Linked DNA regions of Mus musculus: regions 1, 2 and 4 are each linked to region 3. A link is a contact called in public HiChIP or PLAC-seq and promoter capture Hi-C data. All regions are on one chromosome and are shown on one strand. Each heading gives the region's core, a stretch centred on a gene start, on an enhancer-like site or on the middle of the called end of the contact. The rest is flanking DNA. Distances are from core to core; before and after follow the strand shown.

Region 1 (2,941 bases), core at 251-2,750, 970 kb before region 3:
TTCACCTAGATGATGTAAACTGCAAAGCCTACTGTGCATCCTCTGGCTACACGGGACCATGAATAATTTCTGATTATTGGCAGGACTATTTGTCTGCAATGATATGGATTAGTTATTCTGAAATTACCCTCAGTGCATATTGTACCACAGAGCAGTTAAATGCAGAAGTAAATTATGAATAGTGGGAGACAGACTTTTCATTAGTATGGAAGGGAGTGCACACAGAAAAATGGAAAGCAGGAACCTTGTGGTGTTAGACTGCAATCAGAGTGATTGGTAGGAATTCCCAGTGTAGGTGTCCTGTGACTACTTAGAAAAAATTGCTTGTTTAGAAGCATGCTCTGGAGTATTTACACTAAAGGGGCATCATGTCTACAGCTGATTAAAAATGTCCCGGGAGAAAAAAATGGTCAGGTTGTTGGGGAGTGACCTCATGGGAGGAGAAAGAGGATCAGAGGGGGTCCTGGGGAAATATAACCGAAGTATGAAAATTTGAAAGAATATACATGTATGTGTCTCTCTCTGTATGTGTGTATACAGTGCTCAGAAGTCAGACACAGGAACATTCTCTGCTACATAGTGAGTTCAAGGCCAGCCTTGACAGGAGACCCTCCCCAAATAAGCCACTTTTGTCAACTTGGTAAGGGCAGTAAGGACAACATATATGAGCCTTGTTATAATAACTGGGCAAGGATAATTAGAGCAGTGTGCACAAGGCAAGAAGAGAGCAAAAAGTTTGGGGGTTGGGTAGGAAGAAGGGTACAGACATGTGGGGTATGCAGTCTTTAACTTCCAAGGATGAGAGGATGTTGATAAAATAGTGGCATCATCCCCTTGTTTGACCTTCCTGGGGCCAGAAGCGCCCAGAGATGCAAAAGGATTGAATAGGTATATGCTGGGGGCGGGGATCAGGAGATCTGGCCCTGGGGTTTCCCCTTCCAGAGTCTCCTGGGGGTCCGAGCTCTAAGCTCTTAGTTCCCCAAGTACCAAAGGCAACCCTATGCCCCACGCCCTAGGATGCAGCCCTGCTTCCTGACAGCGGTGAGGCCGCGACAGTCGGGCAAACCGACTAAGAAGGGAAAGTCCAAGCGGGTGATGTGTCAAGCCGCGGACACGGCTGACTTATTTGGACCCAGTGGTTAAATTACTCAGGCTCAGCCCACGGCAGGTGGTTCCGTGACCCTGCACCGCCCGCGAGGAGCGGGTCGCGGCGCCCCCGTGAGGGCCGACGCGAAACAGCGACGACTGGGGACTGTCCGACACTACATCGCCCCCTTACTACTTTAGTCAACCACACACAGCGTGAGTGTTGTGAAATGGACAGAGGTCACGCCTTCGGGGCGGGGTTACAGCACATGGGCGGGGCCTTTCTGGAGGAGTGGGGCGGGCTCAGTGTTTGGAGGAGGAGCCTTAGGAGGGAAGAGCGCAGATAGGAGGCGGGGCGACGATTGAGGGGCGGGAAGACGGGTCTTGCTAGTGGGCGGTGTGGGCGGGGCATGCGTGAAAGGGTGAGGTGCGTCCGCGCGAGGCGCATGCGTGCTAGGACCACCGTGGCAGCTTGAGGGCGGCCTAGAGGCCTGTCCGGGTGAGGGTGGTATGAGGAACCGTCAGGGCTGGGCAGGGGAGGAGGAGGAAGGTGTTGATCGTTGGGGAGGAGCGGATGTGGTGGGAGGGATGGCTGCGGCGGAAGCAGAGGGGACCTCGGGGGCAGGATGTCTCTTGGGAACAACGCGGGCCTTTCCGGTTGCTCCCTGGGTAGAAGACGCGAACTCTGAGTTCCGGGGAGGCCCCCCACTTTTGACTCAAGCAGAGACTGGGTGGCGTCTGCACCGGCCGTGCAAGTTGCTATGGGCAACCAGCTAGCACGTCTGGCGAGACCCACTTGGCGGGAGATGTTCCGGTTATAGAACCGAAGCATCTTAGGCCCCCGGTCCCTGCAGTGACTGTACGATGGCTCCCTGCACACTTCTTCAGCGACACCATCCACGTTGGACTAGGATGTGGAGGCCTTCTGACTTTCCACTCTGTCTCTTTTATTAGGGTGAAGGCCACACCCCTTTGCCAGACATGCATTGTCCTTAGAAAAACATAAATGGAAAAACAGCAGCTGGAGATTTCTCCTTTATAAAGGTAGGTAGACTGAATGGGGCCATGGTGATTTATTTTTTTTTTCTTTTTAAATTTCATCCTGTAAAAATAAAATCTCAGCCCAGATGTGCAGTACCGAGATGAGCTACACTCAGCGTAGTCTCTAGGATCCTTTCTAGTCAGTGTCACCCTCTTGAGCTCCAGAATTCAGAAGTTCACTGAGCACAGCAGTTAGCTTAAATTTCAAAATCAGTCGTTAATAAACTGAGAAATACAGAGAAACCCTGTCCCACCCCCCAACCCACCCCCAAAACAAAGCAGAACAAAAAACCAGCCAACCAACCAAACAAACAAAAATGGAAAAGGCCCTCAATTAGAAAACACAAACTAAATGGACAGAAACATTCATCTTTTTTTTCTTTTCTCACTCAAAAAGCGTCTGCTTGGTATGAAGGATGAACGTGCCACGTAGGGACTTGATAGGAATGGGGAAAGTCCTGTCACCATGAGTATGGCGTCTCATTGGTCATCTTAGATCTACCCCCGTGTCTTATGGCTGACAAGGTAAGCGTAAGGGGCTGAGATGGATCTTGCCAACCTGCAGTTAAATAACAGAACCATTACTCTTTTCCTTATTGAATATCTTTGAGTGACACTGGAAGGGATGCCGTTGATCCTGTGGACAAAGTGAGTCAGCTCAAAATATTATGATTGTTTTCAAATGACAGAGGACGTTGGGCATCAGTAGGATTTAAGAGTCACCGCTAGCCAGGCAGTGGTGGTGCACACGTTTAATCCCAGCACTTGGGAGGCAGAGGCAGGCGGATTTCTGAGTTCAAGACCAGCCTGGTCT
Region 2 (2,928 bases), core at 96-2,595, 670 kb after region 3:
CCTAGGGGCCAAGTGCGGATGTGGGACTAGGAGGTGGGTATCCACTCAGCAGCTCAGAACGGCTCCTTTCAACACTCGTACACATAAAAGTGTGCCCTGCTCCTACCACCTAGAACGCGAAATATTTTGTAGAGGTTGTTTGGTGACTCAAGGCAGTCTTTACGGGCTTAAGTTAAAGGTAGGCAGATGCTTTGGGGTGCTTGAAGCATATTCATTAAACCGGACTGCAAAACTCCGTGGAAGATAAAAGACTCCTAAACGCATCATGTCATTTTAAAAGCAAAGCTTCGCTACGATACCAATGTACTCAGAGATAACATGCACCTGCTTTACACACTCAGTGGAGAATTCATTTATAAATTGTCAGGATGCAGGTGCTAACCGAGGCTGGTTTTTGAAGGTCTGCAGTACTCTTGCCTGGTTGCTGGGAAGGAGGACGGGGAGGCGCTGGAGCGAGGGCAGAGCTGAGAGTCTGTAGGAGTTGCTGTTCCAGAGAATTCATTACTCTCTAATTGTTCTGGTTTTACATGAGCAGAGCTTGCCGGGCGGTGGTGGAGAGAAAGATCGAGGGCGAGGGCGGACAAGGCGAAAGGAACCAGCGGCTCCCTCCCTTCCCCCACACATCCCAGAGAAGTCTAGGCGCATTTTTTTTCTTTTTTTTTTTTTTGTAAGTAATTCACCATCATTTGCGAGGAGAAACGGCCCAGTCAGACAAGCAATCGCTAGCACATCTAAATTTTGCAGGGTATTGAGTGCGGGTCCCGGGACCCTTTCCAGGTTTAATTTAAGGATTATCCGCAAGCTGCAGTTGAGTGCTCTGTGGGTTTCCACAGTCTACAGGCTGGAAAAGGGCTGGAGGGAGACGCACCCCAGTGGTTATTTATTCCCTCCCTGCTGTAGACGTCTTTCCCAGGCACTGACACCTCTCGGGCCCTTATACAGGAACACGTACAGCCGGCCTCCACTGTGGAAAGAAACCGGGAAGTGTGGGTCTCACAGAACCCAGTAGGAAGCTTTGCCCAAGGCCAGGCTGCAATTAGGCAGCCGCATGGAGGCTGAGCTTCCCACCTGTTGCTGTACCCTCTGGGCCGCGACTTCCTCCTCCTCAGCCCAGAGCTGGACTCTCAGACCAGGCTAGGCAGCTGGAGGAGGTAGAGGAAGCCACAGCAGGTTCCGAGGCTGGCAGAGCCAGGGTCCGCGGGTGTAGAGATCCTCCTCCTCCTCCTCCTGATGGCGGTTCCCGGGGCGGGGGAAGCGCAGCCACGTGCGCTCCGATTGGCCAACAGTGGGCAGAGGGCGGAGCCAACAAGGCCGGTTATCACAAGGACCGCCTCCAGGCTATCGCAGAGCGCACTGGAGCCCTGGCCAGCGCGCAGCCTTCCCAGCACCGGCAAGCAGTGTCTTGGGAATTCTCACTTGCTTCGGCTCATTCTCTTTCACAAAAACCACTGGATCTTACATGCTTCTGTAATCCCCACTTCCACTCCATGTCCCCATGATCCTGTACCAGCAACAGGTAAGGGCTTCTGTGTTTTCTTCCTGTTCTCTTCTGGGTTGTCTGTGTGTGTCCAGGGCAATGAACTTGCTCCACAGTCCTCTACCCTACAGCTCCGGCTGCTCCGGAGGTGCCCAGTTGTCAGGCTGCTGTTAATGCTTTCCTCCCGCAAGCTTTGGAGTCCCGGCTCATTGCCTATATAGTTTGTGTGCGCACCAGAACATCCTCAGAGCTAAAAATACTGAGACACGCTTGGAAGAGTTGAGCAATAGAAACAGATTTCTCTGCAGCATCTGTTTGTGCTCATAACTTCCAATGCACCAGCTGTAGGGAGATATTGGGTTTAGAGTCAAGCGCGAGCCTGGCGTGGATTCTTCCTCTTATTGCGGGTGAGAGGGAGGAAGAGAAGGAGACTGGGGCTTGATCGGACCAAGAGACTTAGCACTTAATCTAGATCCTTGGTGTTTGGGGAGGGGGAGTCCTTGCTACAGATACAGCACAAAATTCCAGAGTGAGCTTCTCAAGTCTCAAAGTTCCTTTGCTGAGAAAAAAAGGAAAAAAGTAGCAGCCAGAGTTGGATTTTAGCTTCAAGACCGCAAAACTTTCCCATCCGATGTCGGTCTCCCCTAAGTACTTTGCTATTCTTAGTAATAATGGTGTAAATTCCTCATTTGAAGACAGTGTGGTTTAAGGGAAGCAATGATCGAAGCAACTTGATTCAGGGAGGAAAACGACTGCATCATAACTAGTACTCCTATGACAGTTGAGGGAAAAACCAAGTTAGGAAATGGGTAGTCGCACGTCCGTCTGCTTCAGTCTGTCAGTGGAGATTTGGATGAGGTTATCCATTCTAGAGATTTTCACAAACTCCGAAGATACCTGGCAGTAAATAAAGGCATTGCTTGAAAACCTGTTTTGGTTAAGCACAGAAGAGAATTAATATATCTCCTTTAATCATTTGTTGTCTTTTCCTATTAATAATTAATAGGCAGTCGTATTTCCTCTTGGAAACCAGCTCTGTAGGTGCACTGTGAGCTACCATTACACTTGTCTTTCTCTTCTTACCCACATCTAAGGGTTTTATTTTTATTTTCATTACATAGTTGAGTACACACACACACACACACACACACACTCACTTCCCAACGCTCAGGAGAAAAATAGGTTACTTCAAGTATGGTGGGAACAGTGACAGTCAGGGTCAAGGTCATCTCAATTTGTTTTGTGCCTCTCACTTCATATTGTGGTATTTATTTTGTTACATGATTGACAGCTGTAAAGGATCTTGTTTTGCATTTTTGTGAAATTACTTAAACAAACAAACAAGCAAACACAAACAAAGCAGTCAGCCCCTTTCAGACACTCCTTGTAGAAACTCTCTGGCCAGCTGTCTTTCTTTGAATTCTGAGTAGTTTAGAAGCTTGTCCCTCACC
Region 3 (3,187 bases), core at 419-2,918:
AAAAAATAAAAACCAAACCAGGGCTGTGGCTTATTGGTAGCTTGCAAGCCTGGAATGCCTAAGGCCCTAGATTCAATCTCCAGCATTGCAGGGACAGGGGTGGGGAGGGGGCAAGGGTGGGGCGGAGGGGGGGGGGAGGAGAGGACACATGGTAGCTTTCTCTCTGATTCCGGCATTACTCAGATGGTCCTGGCTTCCTAGAATTCTTAATACAATTCCAGACATTTTCATTAGCAGCCCTCACACATGAATCTTCTCTCAAAGTGGCTCTTGTGGCTTTCCACAATTGACCTGACCTATCTCTAGCCTCTCCCAGTTCCAACCCACCTAGATCACTAAGGGAAAATTTACATTCTTAAAGCAATGCTTTGATTAAGTTCCCCGGTTTCAAAACCATTTATCTCCACCCTCGAGCTTCTGAGTTAAGGCCAAGCTGTTAAAGCCCTGTAATAATCCCGCACACCCAGTATATTCTGACCACCACCACGCTTGTATACAAGGCAACCTGGTACTCTCAGTGTCCCAGGAATGGACAGGTGGCCCTTACTCCCCCACTGATTTGCCTATAGATCAGATGCCTGAAACCACCGTTCCCTCCCTATTCGCTCTGAAAGAACATTCCTGAAGGTGTTCTACTAGGCGCAATGGAAGCCAAGCCCGAGCTCTCTGCCTCGAAATGAAGTGGGTGGGAAAGGGGTGGAGGTGAGGGTGGGGGTGTTGCGATTTGTACCCCTTTCAGGGAAGGTTTGCATCTCCAACTGCCCAGTGAAGCGGGAGGCTTTCCCCCACCAAGACACAGTCCAGCTCTAGGCTCAAGCACTGCAGGAAAAAGGAAAAATCCAAAGCCTGGGAAGATGCCTAGCAAACTCTGGACTTCCAACAAACATCTCTTGATGGTATTGAAAAACATTCAAGATAGTAGACTTTATTCACGTAAGGTTACTGTTCTCCACCAGCCGCCCTTTCTTCTCAAGGCCAGGGACTTTTTCCTTCATCCCCGCCTGCCTCAGGCAAGAAAAAAAAAAAATCAAATACCTTAATTTTGATTAAAATTGGCCTTTGATATATATGAAACAAATTTTCCTGTCTAACTGTGTAAGAAATGAGAAACTTCGTAAATCTCTCTTCCTTAATCCCTATCCAGCATTGAAATTCTGCTTTCTTGAAAAGAACTGACCTGGATCGCTTCTTATTAAAAAAAAAAAAAAAAAAAAAAAAACTTTGTATCTTGTCTGAAGAGTCAAATCACCCCAAAAATCTCCATTCAAGAAAAATGTTTGTTGTGAAATGAGATGTCAGGGTGAACGGTCTACAGACAGAGCAGTTCACAGATACTGAGCCGGTTTAAAAAAAAAAAAGCCACATTGAACCCCCAATTAGACCTTAGTCTAGGGGTGCCAAAAGCGTCTTCGCTACCCCTGTGCTCTCTAAGCTGTTGATTCAGGGGTTTTTCTAGAACAGAAAAAGCCTCCTATCATGGACCGCGCTGTTTGTCACCCTTCCCTTACTAAAGAGTGTACGTGCGATGTTTATCTGAGATCTCTGTCGCGCTTAGTCAGTCATCTAGCTCAGCCACCTACAGGAGCACGTTTCCTTAAATCAGAGACGCGTGGACTCTACAGGAGAACTACACTACCCAGCAGGCCTCGCGCCTTTCGCAGGAAGGACGTCTGCGCACTAAGATACTCAGTTCCAAGTTTGGAGCTTTTAGCTGCCAGCCCTGGCCCATCATGTAGCTGCAGCACAGCCTTCCCTAACGTTGCAACTGGGGGAAAAATCACTTTCTAGACTGTTTTGCAAGGTGTGCAATTCCACCTTGACTCCCTGAAAGTCCATCTGCTGCATCGGTCAAGAGAAACTCCACTTGCATGAAGATTGCACGCCTGCAGCTTGCATCTTTGTTGCAAAACTAGCTACAGAAGAGAAGCAAGGCAAAGTCTTTTGTGCTCCCCTCCCCCATCAAAGGAAAGGGGAAAATGTCTCAGTCGAAAGGTAAGAGACTGTTTGCATTAGTTGCAAAAAATGCAAAGGCTTATGCATGCATTCGTGAATGCATGGATGCAATTTTCGCCCGGCGATTGCATTTTTAAGTTTGAGGTTTGCCACAGCTCAGTTGCATTTCCTGTTTAGTGTGTGTCTTTTTCTTTCTTTCTTCCTTTCTTTTCCTTTTCTTTCCTTTTCTTTTCCTTTTCTTCTCCTTTTCTTTTCTTTCTTTTCTTTTCTTTTTTCTTTTTTTGCAGACACAGAGAGTTCCTGTAAGGCAGGGCTTGCAGTTGAGCTGTGCATTGACATTATTTGCATTCTTCTGCTAGGATTACCGAGCCTTTCTGCCTTTTGCACGGTCAGGAGAGATATAGCAGGTTGGTAGCGTCCAAATGTGCAATGCTTTATATAATAGTACATTTCTTTAGTATGCACGCATATTCACAGTAATTTTGTGTGCAACAGGAATCCAAACTTTCAAAAAGTCTCAGAGGTGAAGATGAAAGGCAAACCTCGCTTTAAACTAGCAGGAAATTTCTGTGATCTTCTATTCTTTGGGGGGAAGGAACCACTGCGGTGGCAGCATTCAGCTTACATTTTTATTGATTTCGCTGTGGACATTAGGCAACTTTTGATTTTTTAAGGGAAGTAAAGGTGAAGTCTGGAGAGCAGTGTATTATTATTATTATTTAAAAAAAAAAGTCTTGCTCTTCCGAGGTTTTATACTTTGTATCAGTTGCTTGCAGAGGGGAAGACCTCAATGTGTTGGCCATTTGGAAGATGCTTTTGTGTGTGGGGGAGGATTTCAGGGGGTGAGCGTGTTTGTGAGCATTAGAGCAAACCTGAGACTTTACTGTCTCATTGGCAACTACAGTGAAATCTTCTAAGTGTGTAACTGCATAGACTTGGTCAGAAGTTCAGGACTATGGTTGCCTTCTTTTTCTTTTTCAAATTTAATTAAAAAAATGTTTTGTAAGGTTGTATTTTGCAAACTTACTGATGTTCTGTAGAGGGAACTAAAAAAAAAAAAAAAAAAAAAAAAAAGTCCTGCATGGAGAAACTGCAGAGCTGCTTAGGTGCCTGCTGGAAGACCTTTAATGGCTTGTTTCGAGAGCAATCTTCCTTAACATAGAGAAATCTGATGGCATCTGAGAAAAGCCCCAAAATGAAGAGGTGTGCTAGGTTAACTGGGGCCACCTCTAGA
Region 4 (2,924 bases), core at 373-2,872, 790 kb before region 3:
GACTTGTCTGGCATGTATAGGGTACCCTGAGTTCCATCATCAGCACTATACAAACAGAGTGTGATGGTACTTCTTGTAATGTCAGTATTCCAGAACGTGAGCCAGGAGGATGAAACTTTGACATTCATCCTCCTCTACTAGGGAACTTGAGGCTGTCCGGATTACATGAGACAACGTTAAAACCAAGCAAGAACAAAATCCCAAGAAAATGCCACAAGGTACCCCACTTAATAGTTTGTGCATATTACATATCTATGGCTATGGGGAGATGTTGTAAGATGTACTTTTTTATTGTGGGTTGTGGTCAGAGGCAGCCTGAGAGTCACTCATGTAGCCAAGCTGTCGAATTACTGGATTATATGATTACACACACAGATTTTTCAAACAAAGACATATTGTTCAGAGCAGGGGTTTTTCAAACAGAAACACAAAGGGAATGAAAACCAGGGCTGCTTATGGCCTTAATTACACCAACGAATGAATGTTCAATATTAGCACAGTTCAGCTAGCAGCAGCCAAGGCACAAGCCTGAAGCTGAGCCCAAACCAGGAACAGAGCAGAAACTGGTACAGCCGGAAGTGGGACACTGGGAAGTGGTCATCCCTGCCCTGATGCTTCAGGGCTCCACATTCCAAAGAGATTAATCCATATGGTCCCCAGGCTGGCTTGCACAAAAACAGGGAAGAAAACAGTAGCTTGTGTCTTAAGATTCAATCCTGCAGATGCCTAGAACTCAGGCAAGCAATCCCTTGTTTATGGACCAAAGTCTAAACGTTGACCATCATAGTGAAACATTAAAAAGCCACTTAAAAGCAACAGGGTGGAGCGCCTGCTTCAGGGATGGGAAGCTGTCTGGGGCAGAGAAAGGGCTCCTGAGCTTCCAGGAGATTCCTGGGACTGGGTGGACAGCGAGTAAACACAGAAAGGCAAATAAAGAAAAGCTTCCTACGGCCAAAGAGACCAGCCAAGATGCCCAGTGCTGGGGCTGGTCGGGCCACAGGGATAGACTGACTGTTTGTCCGAGGCCCTGCCCAAATGCCACGTTGAGATACTCAAGGACAAATGGTAAAGTTTTTCTTCATCTTTCCGACTCTCTGCATCCTCCCTCTTGAGTCAAGTTGCACATTCCTCCCTTCCCTCACCTTTGTTTTGGTCCCTGATCTCCCTTTCGGTCACTAGGTGGCCCACACCAAGTCCCTCCCCCACATTCAAGGTCCCCCCTCCGCCCTCCTTGCTGACTTGTTTGGGTCACCCTAGCCGGCTCTTTCTGGCAGGCGCTGGCTGGCAGTCGTCTGGGTGGGCTCAAACCCCTACAGCCGAGCAACGCCGCGACACAGGCTGCCCTGCCGAGGTACCATCGGCGCGCAGGCCCCGGCTAGCCACCAGTTGCGTTACAGGACAACACCCTTTGGTGGCGACATTCTGTCCCCCACTTCCCTGGCCAGGGGGCTGGCGCCGTGGCTTACGTGCAGTCTTGGTTGAAAGAGAAGCAGCTGAGCGCCGCCTCCACTCGGCCCGGAGGGGCATCTGCGGCTTCGGCCTCCATCGGGGGCTCGACCCGAGAAGCCGCAGCTCTGAGCGGGGGACAGCCACCTCAGCAGCCCGCCCGCGCCGGCTCCGTGGGCCGGCTTGCCGCGTCGGTCCCGCCCCGGGCTCGCCTCCAGACAGACCCCGCCCACTCAGATACCACTTAGCTCCGCCCCTCCATCGTAAGACCCCGCCCTTACACGATTCCCATTTAGCTCCGCCCCACTCCAAACCCCCGCCCCTCCTTCAGAGAATCGGCTGGGTCCTAAAACAGCCAGGCCACGCCCCTGCCTCAAGTACCGCCCCTCTCGGCTCTAGCCCTGCCTGGGACCTTCAGGACCCGCCCTACACATTTCCCACTTAGCCTCGCCCTCTCCACTTCGGGCACCTAGCCCCACCCCCTCACAGCCCTAGCTCCGCCCTGAGCCAACCAGGCCCCGCCCCGAGCCTCCTTCTACCTAGCTTGGTAGCCCCGCCCCCTCTCCAGGCCGTCTCTGTCCCCACCCCGCCTCTTTATCACTGGGAACAGAACTGCTGACCGAACAGAGCCTTCCGCAGACAGCCAGGATTGGCCACCAACTCTTTTAGTCAATCAATAGGGCTAGTGGGCGGGACAGCTGTTGACGACCCGCCCCCTAGTCGGAGAAACCGTTTGCCATTGGCCGAAGGTGCGCGAGGCAAAGGCAGCAGGCCACGTGGTGGTGTTTTCATTGCCAGAGCGTCCAGAGGGTGAGGAGGAGGAGTGGAGCTTCAGGCTTCAAGCCTGCCTTAGCGTCGGAGACAACGCCAAGGAGGCGGGCGGACGCCTGCTTCCTTGCCCGCCCGCTAAGCTTACAGCAGTTGTAGTTGAAATCAGTAGACATCAAAGTCCAGCCGTTTTGGAGAGCCCTTAAGCTTCTCGGAAAAAGATCCCCAGCCGATTAAGAAGCCACATACAGCCCCACAGTTGAGAAAGAGCTCTTGCTAACCCCGACCCTTACATTAACAATATTACCTTGGTATGTTCCTACCCGATTTACTGAAAACCCGGTTAAAGCACTGGCTAGACTATATTATCTAAAACCAACAATACACAGCGGCATGTGAAAGGGTCTTCTTTCAGGACTTGTTATCATACAACTTTGCTCAGCAGTATTTGACCAGACATTCGATTTGTATAGAAAGGAGAGAAACTAGAATACTGTACAAGACAGTACAGCTTGAAGCTCATGTCGTTTGAGATGCATTCTGAAGCAAACTGGAGATTTGCTTCCCAAGCTTGTATACAATTGGTTGTGAGGTGCCTGGTGTGGGTTCTGGGGAACAGAATTCCGCTCATCAGTAAAAACACTGCTGAGCCATCTCTACAGCCTCTGAAATCTTCATCATCGCCATTATTATTACTATGATGATAATGG

Evidence for each region. Promoter capture Hi-C pulls out the DNA fragments that hold promoters and counts their contacts. HiChIP or PLAC-seq counts read pairs in DNA pulled down with a chosen protein or histone mark.
Region 1: a contact with region 3 is called in an Esrrb HiChIP or PLAC-seq map of embryonic stem cells, with 45 times the contacts expected there. The contact joins the promoter of Amz2 here to the promoter of Map2k6 in region 3. A contact is called at or near these places in 1 of 39 promoter capture datasets (embryonic stem cells), 3 of 115 datasets of contacts at active chromatin or transcription factors (astrocytes, embryonic stem cells and pancreatic cancer cells) and 2 of 9 other capture datasets (adipose tissue and liver).
Region 2: a contact with region 3 is called in an H3K27ac HiChIP or PLAC-seq map of microglia, with 10 times the contacts expected there. The contact joins the promoter of Kcnj2 here to the promoter of Map2k6 in region 3. A contact is called at or near these places in 9 of 39 promoter capture datasets (the C10 cell line, cranial neural crest, embryonic stem cells and 5 more), 3 of 484 Hi-C or Micro-C datasets (ECoMG myeloid progenitors, LSK cells and cerebral cortex), 10 of 115 datasets of contacts at active chromatin or transcription factors (the SCID.adh cell line, astrocytes, bone marrow-derived macrophages and 4 more) and 3 of 9 other capture datasets (adipose tissue, liver and macrophages).
Region 4: a promoter capture Hi-C map of pre-B cells shows a contact between it and region 3, with 2.5 times the contacts expected there. The contact joins the promoter of Wipi1 here to the promoter of Map2k6 in region 3. A contact is called at or near these places in 3 of 39 promoter capture datasets (the 3T3-L1 cell line, the C10 cell line and pre-B cells) and 1 of 115 datasets of contacts at active chromatin or transcription factors (pancreatic cancer cells).

Annotation. Positions count from the first base shown.
Region 1 is chr11:109,424,446-109,427,386 of GRCm38.p6, forward strand. Amz2 (archaelysin family metallopeptidase 2) reads left to right here and starts at 1,501. Exons shown (of 9, transcript NM_025275.4): 1 at 1,501-1,585; 2 at 2,041-2,130; 3 at 2,525-2,652. The coding sequence starts at 2,641.
Region 2 is chr11:111,064,819-111,067,746 of GRCm38.p6, forward strand. It overlaps Kcnj2 (potassium inwardly-rectifying channel, subfamily J, member 2), which reads left to right and starts at 1,346. Exons shown (of 2, transcript NM_008425.4): 1 at 1,346-1,516.
Region 3 is chr11:110,397,434-110,400,620 of GRCm38.p6, forward strand. Map2k6 (mitogen-activated protein kinase kinase 6) reads left to right here and starts at 1,669. Exons shown (of 12, transcript NM_011943.3): 1 at 1,669-1,992. The coding sequence starts at 1,977.
Region 4 is chr11:109,609,767-109,612,690 of GRCm38.p6, forward strand. Wipi1 (WD repeat domain, phosphoinositide interacting 1) reads right to left here and starts at 1,623. Exons shown (of 13, transcript NM_145940.2): 1 at 1,467-1,623. The coding sequence starts at 1,546.